Regions from separate parts of the Sus scrofa genome. Here region 1 is linked to region 2. Evidence: chromatin contacts called from public Hi-C data. All regions are on one chromosome and are shown on one strand. Each heading gives the region's core, a stretch centred on a gene start, on an enhancer-like site or on the middle of the called end of the contact. The rest is flanking DNA. Distances are from core to core; before and after follow the strand shown.

Region 1 (3,612 bases), core at 943-3,442, 790 kb before region 2:
TAGGGGCCAGCATAAAAGGATGAACAAGGCACAGTTGGTGCTGTCAAGAATTTCCTGATATAGGAGTTCCTACTGTGATGCAATGGGACAGTGTCTTGGCAGCATCAGGGATGTGGGTCGATCCCTGGCCCCACACAGTGTGTTAAAACATCTGGCATTGCTGCAGCTGTGGCTTAGGTTGCAGCTCCAGTTTGGATTCGATCCCTGGCCCAGGACTCCATATGCCACGGGGCAAGCAAAAACGAAAAAAAAAAAAAAATTCCTGATAAAAGAGTAGTGACAGCTTTTTAAAGATGGATAAAGTCAAATACGATCAGTACAGTAATAAAGACATACACAGGGTGTGCCTGAGCATGGTTTGGAAGATCCTTCTGAAGAGAGGATTTGGACAAAGGGACCGGGGAGTTGAGGAGGGAAAATAAAGGGGAAAGGATGCCCTGTGTTCTCTTGCCATGGGCAGAGTCTGCAGTGGACCTTACTAGATCTAAACTCTTCACCCAGAGCTCTCCATTGCTGGGTCCTTCTGCTTCTCTGGCTCCATCCTTGGTTCTTAATAAAAATGCCCTGTTTAGGCTCAGTCAAAATCATCTGTTTACCATCTCCCTGGCCATACCTTCCCACCTATATCTCTAAGCTCAGAGATTGTATGTGACTGATAATTCTCTCTTCACGTGACCCTGTATAACTCTTTCAGGTATCTGAGTATTGGTTTTAGTTATTAAAAAAAATTCTTTTGACAAGATGAGAAGATTCCCTGTGAAAAACCAAAATTAGGTTAATTTTCACAAATAATATTCAGAGAAGAGTAAAATTCCCCAGAAGTAGAGTGGAAAAAACAAATCCCTCTTTTGGAGCCAGGATTTGCGTCGGTGTGTCTTTTGCTTAGAAAAGTAATACATTTTTTAGGTATTTCATTGTTGAGTACATGGTATAGCAGTTTTTCTGTTTGAGATCTCCTTTTGGAATCTGTTTTGGCACTGCAGCTGTCCAGCATTTATTTATGGAACTAAGAAATCCTGAACCAGGAAGCCAGGTACTGAACTGTTGGGCACAGGACTGTGGGTCTGTCAAGTAGAAAGCAAGGAAAGAATAAACACAAAGCCATCTGAGACTCAAGGATCCTTAATAGGAGCCAGGAGCCTCCAGCAAGGGGAACAGAGGCAAAAGTGAGCTGTGGAACTGAGAGCAGGAACCCCATAATGAATGGAAAGGTGGGGGAGAGAGCTTCCAGGACCTCCATCCCAGCTTCTGCAGTGATTCAGGAATTAGGAGCACTTCATTGTATTTGCTTTTTGGAAGGTCAAAAAGAGGGAAGGACTGTTAGATCTTACAGGTTAAAAAAACAAACTTTGACATAGATTTTTCTTTGTGAGTTATGTAGTCATTTTCCAATTCTGTTTACCTTGGAAGTGGTAATCTAAAGAGGATAATAATAATAATTTTAAAAAAAGGAGTTCCTGTCGTGGTGCGGTGGAAACGAATCCGACTAGGAACCATGAGGTTGTGGGTTCGATCCCTGGCCTTGCTCAGTGGGTAAAGCATCCTGTGTTGCTGTGGCTGTGGCGTAGGCCGGCAGCTGTAGGTCCGATTTGACCCCTAGGCTGGGAACTTCCATATGCTGTGGGTGCGGCCCTAAAAAGCAAAAAAGAGAAGATACTGGTTAAGTAGTTAATAATTCTTTCAGTGGAGAGTTAGACCTCTGTATATTCAAATTTTACCCCACACTGCCTAGCATTGATTGCCCTGACCTTTTGCAACATTTATAGCTTGAATCACCCAATTTAGCCGTTAACTACATAATATATCTTGTATACCTTCGTGATTATTTTGTGGTTGCAGGACCTCACTGTATATTCTTTTGATATACATCCCTTGTATGTTCCATTTGATGTCTTGTTGAATCTCTTCAGCTCTCCAACATCCCTGAATATAAGTGCTTGGATAATAATCACTTTTTTTTTTCCTGGAAAAATCCTTTTAATACTGCTGTTTTGTTTTGTTTTGTTCTCCCCCCAGTGTTATAAGGAGATACCAGGGAACAAGAGTGTTTTATTCTTTCCACAGAAAATGTGCTTATAGAGGACTGTATACAAGTCCCATGGTTAATAAAATCATCAGCGGTTTCTCAGTCATCAGTTCCCTAGATCAGGGTGCTTTCTGTGGATACAAGGTTAGCTCAGGGGACAGTGGACCAGAAGTGAAACCAGATTGCTTGTCGGCTGCCAGAATTTCTGGGCAGAGTGCCAGGCTTGGTTCACCTTTAAAAATTCATCTCCCTGTATGAAAATACAGGTCTCGATCCCTGCGAGGAACAGTGGTAGCATGAACACCAGGATTTCCTTTGGCCCAAAGTACTTTGATTGATGCGAGGAAAGGTGGAGGAACTGATTGGTGTGGACCTGCGGCTCTGACCTCATTTAAGAGCCGCAGTATTTTCTCTGGCAGCCTTACTTCATTATGTTTCAAATTATAATTTTGTAAGTTAATAATTGTTCTTCCAAATAATGCGGGTCATATATACACACGAATATGTTCTGCCTGATAGGAAGCTGTAGGTTTAATTTCTAATAGTCATAGAAATTCTATGCACATTATGAAGCTATTAGGATGTAACAGCTGTTTTAGTTCATTTCACTCTGCAAAAGAAATGTGATGCAGGCTAAAATGATCAGTAATTATATATTTTGAAAGCTAAACCTCCAGTTATAGAAAGAGCTAATTTACACATTAGATACTGATAAAGCTACAGTAAGCTATGAGTTTCAAAGTTAGTGTTATCTCCTCCCTAAGACTATGAAAGAGAGTCTGTACCAAAAGACATTTTTTTTTCCTCTTCGAAATCGTCTTTTGCATTGCCTATTGTAATTTTGAAGTTGCAAATCAACAGTAATGAAGAACTGCTTGATATCTTTCTAAAGAAAAAAATGAGAGGACTGTTAGAGGGAGTAGGATTTAGGAGGATTTCATTTTATTTCTGTTGATCAGTGCCTACCATCTGCCTTCCATTTAATGTTGTAGAAGCATGCGTGCGTTTCCCAGTTCTGAACAGATGATGTGCATGGTTTGTTGAGATATATGTGTATTCTGGACGTATGTGTGTATATATACCTACAGTGCTTAAAATCACACTTGAAGTGTAAAACTGATAATCAGTCTCCATTTTGGGCTGATTTGCATTTTCAGCTCTTGTACACAAAACGAAAGTCTACAATGACACTGATTTTCTTTTCTGCTTTAGAATCGGCACTAACCAGCTGTCAACACACATTTTGATTAAACACTTTTCTTTATTGGGGAACTTTGGGGGCACATTCTTTGTATAAGCATATTGTTTTCTTTGATTTCAAGGGACATATTTTCAGTATGATTCATGGATGCATCACACCGGTAAGCTGTCATGCACAAAAATATATTTTTCTTTGTAAACTTCCTTTTTACCATTGATTTCTCTAGGGCAACAATATGGTTCAGAACAGAATATTCCAACTCAAGATATTTGCCTGAAATAAAGGTGGTAAATAAATGTATAAGCCTACTTTAAGTAAATAGGAAAATTTAAGGTATTGATTCATAACCTGGACTTTTCCAAGAAATTTTTAAAGATGATTTAAC
Region 2 (3,667 bases), core at 1,005-3,504:
AACAATAAAAGAAGCTGCTCATCATCACACCCTCGATTGCTGTCATTTCCTTCTCAGACTAGGAAGGGGAGGCTCTGTATCTCTGCAGGGCAGAAGGTGGATTTGTCTCTTTGGGGGGCGGGTAGTGGGGCGTAGACAGTGTTGCAGGCTTATGTACAGAGAAACGAGACACCAAGGCTTTTTACCAGGAAGCACATTGAAGGTATCCTAGGTCCGTGGTATGATGGGGATCATTCGATCATTTTAACAAATCTTTGGCTGGCATCTGCTGGGTGCCCAGCACTAAATTGTGTTTGGTTCCCTTTGGACCCACAGGAAAGGAAGGAGAGAATAAAAAGGAGGGAATGGAGGAGGTACAATCAAGAAGAAGTTGGCTGGAGAACAAGATTCTTCAAATGATCTCGGACTTCCTGAGACAGAAAGGAAGGTGAGGAGGTGTCACCTGGAGACACGTCCCCCCCACGCCCCCACCCCTGCCTGGAATTCCTCCTGACACCTCACACTCCTGCTGCCCCACCCGAGAAGTTGGGGGCACGTGCTCCTGTGAGGGGCAGCCCCTGGAAGGACAGGAGAAGAGGGACCCAGCAGGAAATGGGCCTAGGAAAGGGATGGCATATTTTTATTATTTGAATTTTTGTTTTGATTTACAAACTGAAACGTTGTCTTTTCGGTGTCCATTCTTTTGAGTTTGGACAGATGCGTAGAGTCGTGGACCACCATCACACCCAGGAGATTAAACAGTTCCGGGGGTGGGGGGAGGGTTGGTAATCTCCCGGCTTGTTAGCTGCTGCGGTTTTCCGCGCTCCCAGGGGCCGCCCTAATACAATCCTGGCGCACACGCCGAGATAAATAACGGCGACAGGTGGAGCAGGTGAGATTAGCCAGACCGGGGTAGGGGGAAGCGATCGGAGGTGCGGGGGAGGCCGCCCGCTCTGCTTCCTAGCCTTTGCCTCTCCCCGCCGGCGTTCGGGAACAGCGCTCTTCCCACCCCTGCTCCCAGAGGGCCGGGTGGAGGTAGCGGAGTCCGGGAGCGCGAGACCTCGCGGCTGGAGCCGGCCCCTGGCTTGGCTGCTGAAAGAGAGGGCGCCTCTGGGGCGCTTGGGCGCGCTTGAGGTCCTGAGGGGAGGCAGGATGGGGAGAGGGACGAGCTGGGGAGAATGGGGTGGTGGCCTGGGGAGCTCTGGCTACGGGGTCCTGCCGACAAACCTGTTGGCAACCTGTGGGCAGAGGCACGGGCAGGAGGAGCTCTGATCTCGCCCTCTCAGCCCCCGGCTACTCCAGCTGCTCCGGCGAGGGCCCCCACGCCTGACGCGGGGAGAGGCCTCGGCTGTCTGGAAAGGGGCGGGGCTCGGCCGGGGGCGGAGGGACTCCCGGGCGGAGCAGACAGCCCTGCAGACCCACAGCAGGCGACCAGCTCGCGCGCCTGCAGGACCCCGAGCACTGCTGGCGCCCCGGCCTTTCCCTTCGACCCTCGCTTCAGTTCCCCTCCCCCACCCCCCGCGGCAAAGTGCGAAACATTTACAAAGTGTGCAGTGCCCCGCAGGCTAGGCTAGAGTCCCCGGAGCGAACGTCCGCGTCTGCCTAGCTAGCGTACTGGGATCAGTGCACCCGGTCCGGGTGAGCAAGGGCGGGCGAAGAGCGAGTGTGTGAGCGCGCTGCAGAGCCCGCGCCAAAACCCTTGTCCCTTCGCCACTGTCCTCTGGATGGATGGATCCATTTCTGCTTTCTGACATTTTCCTGCTGGGGGTGGGGTGGGGGCGGAGAGAGAGAAGGGGGGAGGAGAGGGAGAGAATGAGAGAGAGAGAGAGAGAGGAGAGAGAGAGAGAGAGAGAGAGAGAGAGAAAGAAAGAGAAAGGCAGTCTGCTTCCCCCAGCCCTGTTTTGTTTTCTCTAATTGGTCCTGGGGGAGGCGAGGAAATTGGACAGAGGCTGGGCCGGGCGAGCTGGGCTGCCTTTAATTGGCTCCTTTTTTTAACTGGAGGGGAATCAAACAGGAGAGCGAGCGACAAAGGGTGGGAGAGCGAGAGACCGAACGAGGAGACGCGAGGAGGAGGGAGGAGAGAGGGAGGCGTGTGGGGCGGGGTGGGGGGAGAGCGCGGAATGAAAAGCTCGGAGGAGGGGGAAAGCAGCACAGCGGAGCCCAAGTTGCCGAGCGAGCGGAGTGCTCCCGCGGCCCGGAGCCTAGCGGCCGCCGCGCCCGGGAGCCCGGCCCGGCCCCGCCTGCTCTGGGCCCCCGCTGGCGGAGGCCGCCGGGCGGGGGCGGGGACGATCAACTTGGGGCGCGGCGCAGCCCGGTTTTCCCGAGAGCGCGAGCCCGGGAGAGCCTCGGGCCGCGTCCAGACGGCGGGAGCGGAGCGCGACGAGCGGAGGAGGCGAGCGGCTCCCGCGCCGCAGCCCCGGCCTCGGCGAGAGCGCGAATATTTTTCAAACGACTCAAACTTTCCTTCTTTCCCCGCGTTCTGGGGTCTCTCTTGAATGGAATTGCTCTCCTGAGTCCCGCGGGGCGCCAGGGCGCGATCGCTCCCCGAGGTTCCTCGGTGGCTGGGCTAACTTCGCGGACTCGGGACCCGTGGCTCTAGCCCCTCGGCGGAGCCCAGCCCTTCTCCCGTGCTCAGGAGGGCCAAAGCCGGGGCTTTTTGCCTCCGAGAGGACGCCCAACCCAGCCCCCTTGGGTCAGGCCGTTGAGCCCCCAGCACCAGCCGCAGGACTGGAGACAGCGGATTAACCCGAGAGGAGCCCGGGCCTCCCCGCCCCCGTTCCGCTGAGGGTCGTCCCCTGGGCGGGGAAACGACAAGTTTGTCAGTCGTCGGTGGCCTGTTGGATCCAAGAGCCTCCGCCTCTGCAGAGGGGTCCCTGGCGCCCAGAACACCGAGCAGACACTCCTGGAACCCGGGGAGGCTCGGCAGCCGGGCTCCGTGGGCTGGGGCGCTGGCTGCTGCGCCGGGCGCGCGGAGGCACCCGGGGCCGGCCAGCGCCCCCTGCGTCCCCACGCGGGCAGCGGCCCCGCCAGAGGAGAAACCCGGCTCGCCGCCACCGCCGCCTCCTTAGTCTCCCGGTCTCCATCGCTGGGGCCGCCTACTCCGTCGCCTCTCCGGGAACGGGAGACGCAAGGGGCATCGCGGGGCCCCGGCGGATGCGCCCCCCGGCGCCTCTCGGGCTGCGCCGCCTCGCGGGGATGAAGCACCGGCCGTGAAGATGGAGGTGACCTGCCTTCTACTTCTGGCGCTAATCCCCTTTCACTGCCGGGCACAAGGAGTCTACGGTAAGAGCCCGCGTGCCGCTCCAGGCCGGCTTAGCACCGCGCGGAAACTTTGCAAGAGGCGCAAAGCGCGCGCCGCCGGGGTTTGGTGGGTACCCCGGCTCAGACTCTGGAGTGGATGCCGGGGTCTCCGCCCTTTTCCAGAGCTCGAGGAGATGGAGCTAGCTGCTCCAGAGCACCGAGACGGGTCGTATGGTCTGGCGTGAAGCCGGGGATGCCAGGGGAGGTGGTACCCACTTTCCAAACGCTGCCAATGGCAGGAATGACTCGGAACCCTTGAGTGCACCCAGCTGGCTCGGGAGACCCTGACGGATCGCACACCGGCGGCTGGGGAAGGGACTTGCACTAAAACCTCATCCTCCCCTGGCTCGGCCTCTGGTGTGGAAGCCGAGCGAGGCACGATCCAGAG

What was found. Hi-C and Micro-C count contacts between places; a contact is called where the count stands out from the background.
Region 1: a contact with region 2 is called in a Hi-C map of skeletal muscle, with 5 times the contacts expected there. The contact joins the enhancer-like site here to the promoter of MDGA1 in region 2. A contact is called at or near these places in 2 of 5 promoter capture datasets (fetal liver and liver), 3 of 47 Hi-C or Micro-C datasets (embryonic fibroblasts, fibroblasts and skeletal muscle) and 1 of 2 datasets of contacts at active chromatin or transcription factors (skeletal muscle).

The regions. Positions count from the first base shown.
Region 1 is chr7:34,057,806-34,061,417 of Sscrofa11.1, reverse strand. The region is part of intron 6 of BTBD9 (BTB domain containing 9); the gene reads left to right. Among named protein-coding and RNA genes, the nearest start is that of BTBD9, 63 kb to the left of the region's middle. Within about 2 kb of position 2,192, at least 5 of the 83 cell types and tissues checked have an H3K27ac peak or open chromatin away from gene starts, as enhancers often do. A contact at or near this core is called in skeletal muscle, where this site is marked.
Region 2 is chr7:33,267,800-33,271,466 of Sscrofa11.1, reverse strand. It overlaps MDGA1 (MAM domain-containing glycosylphosphatidylinositol anchor protein 1), which reads left to right and starts at 2,254. Exons shown (of 17, transcript XM_001924567.4): 1 at 2,254-3,261. The coding sequence starts at 3,195.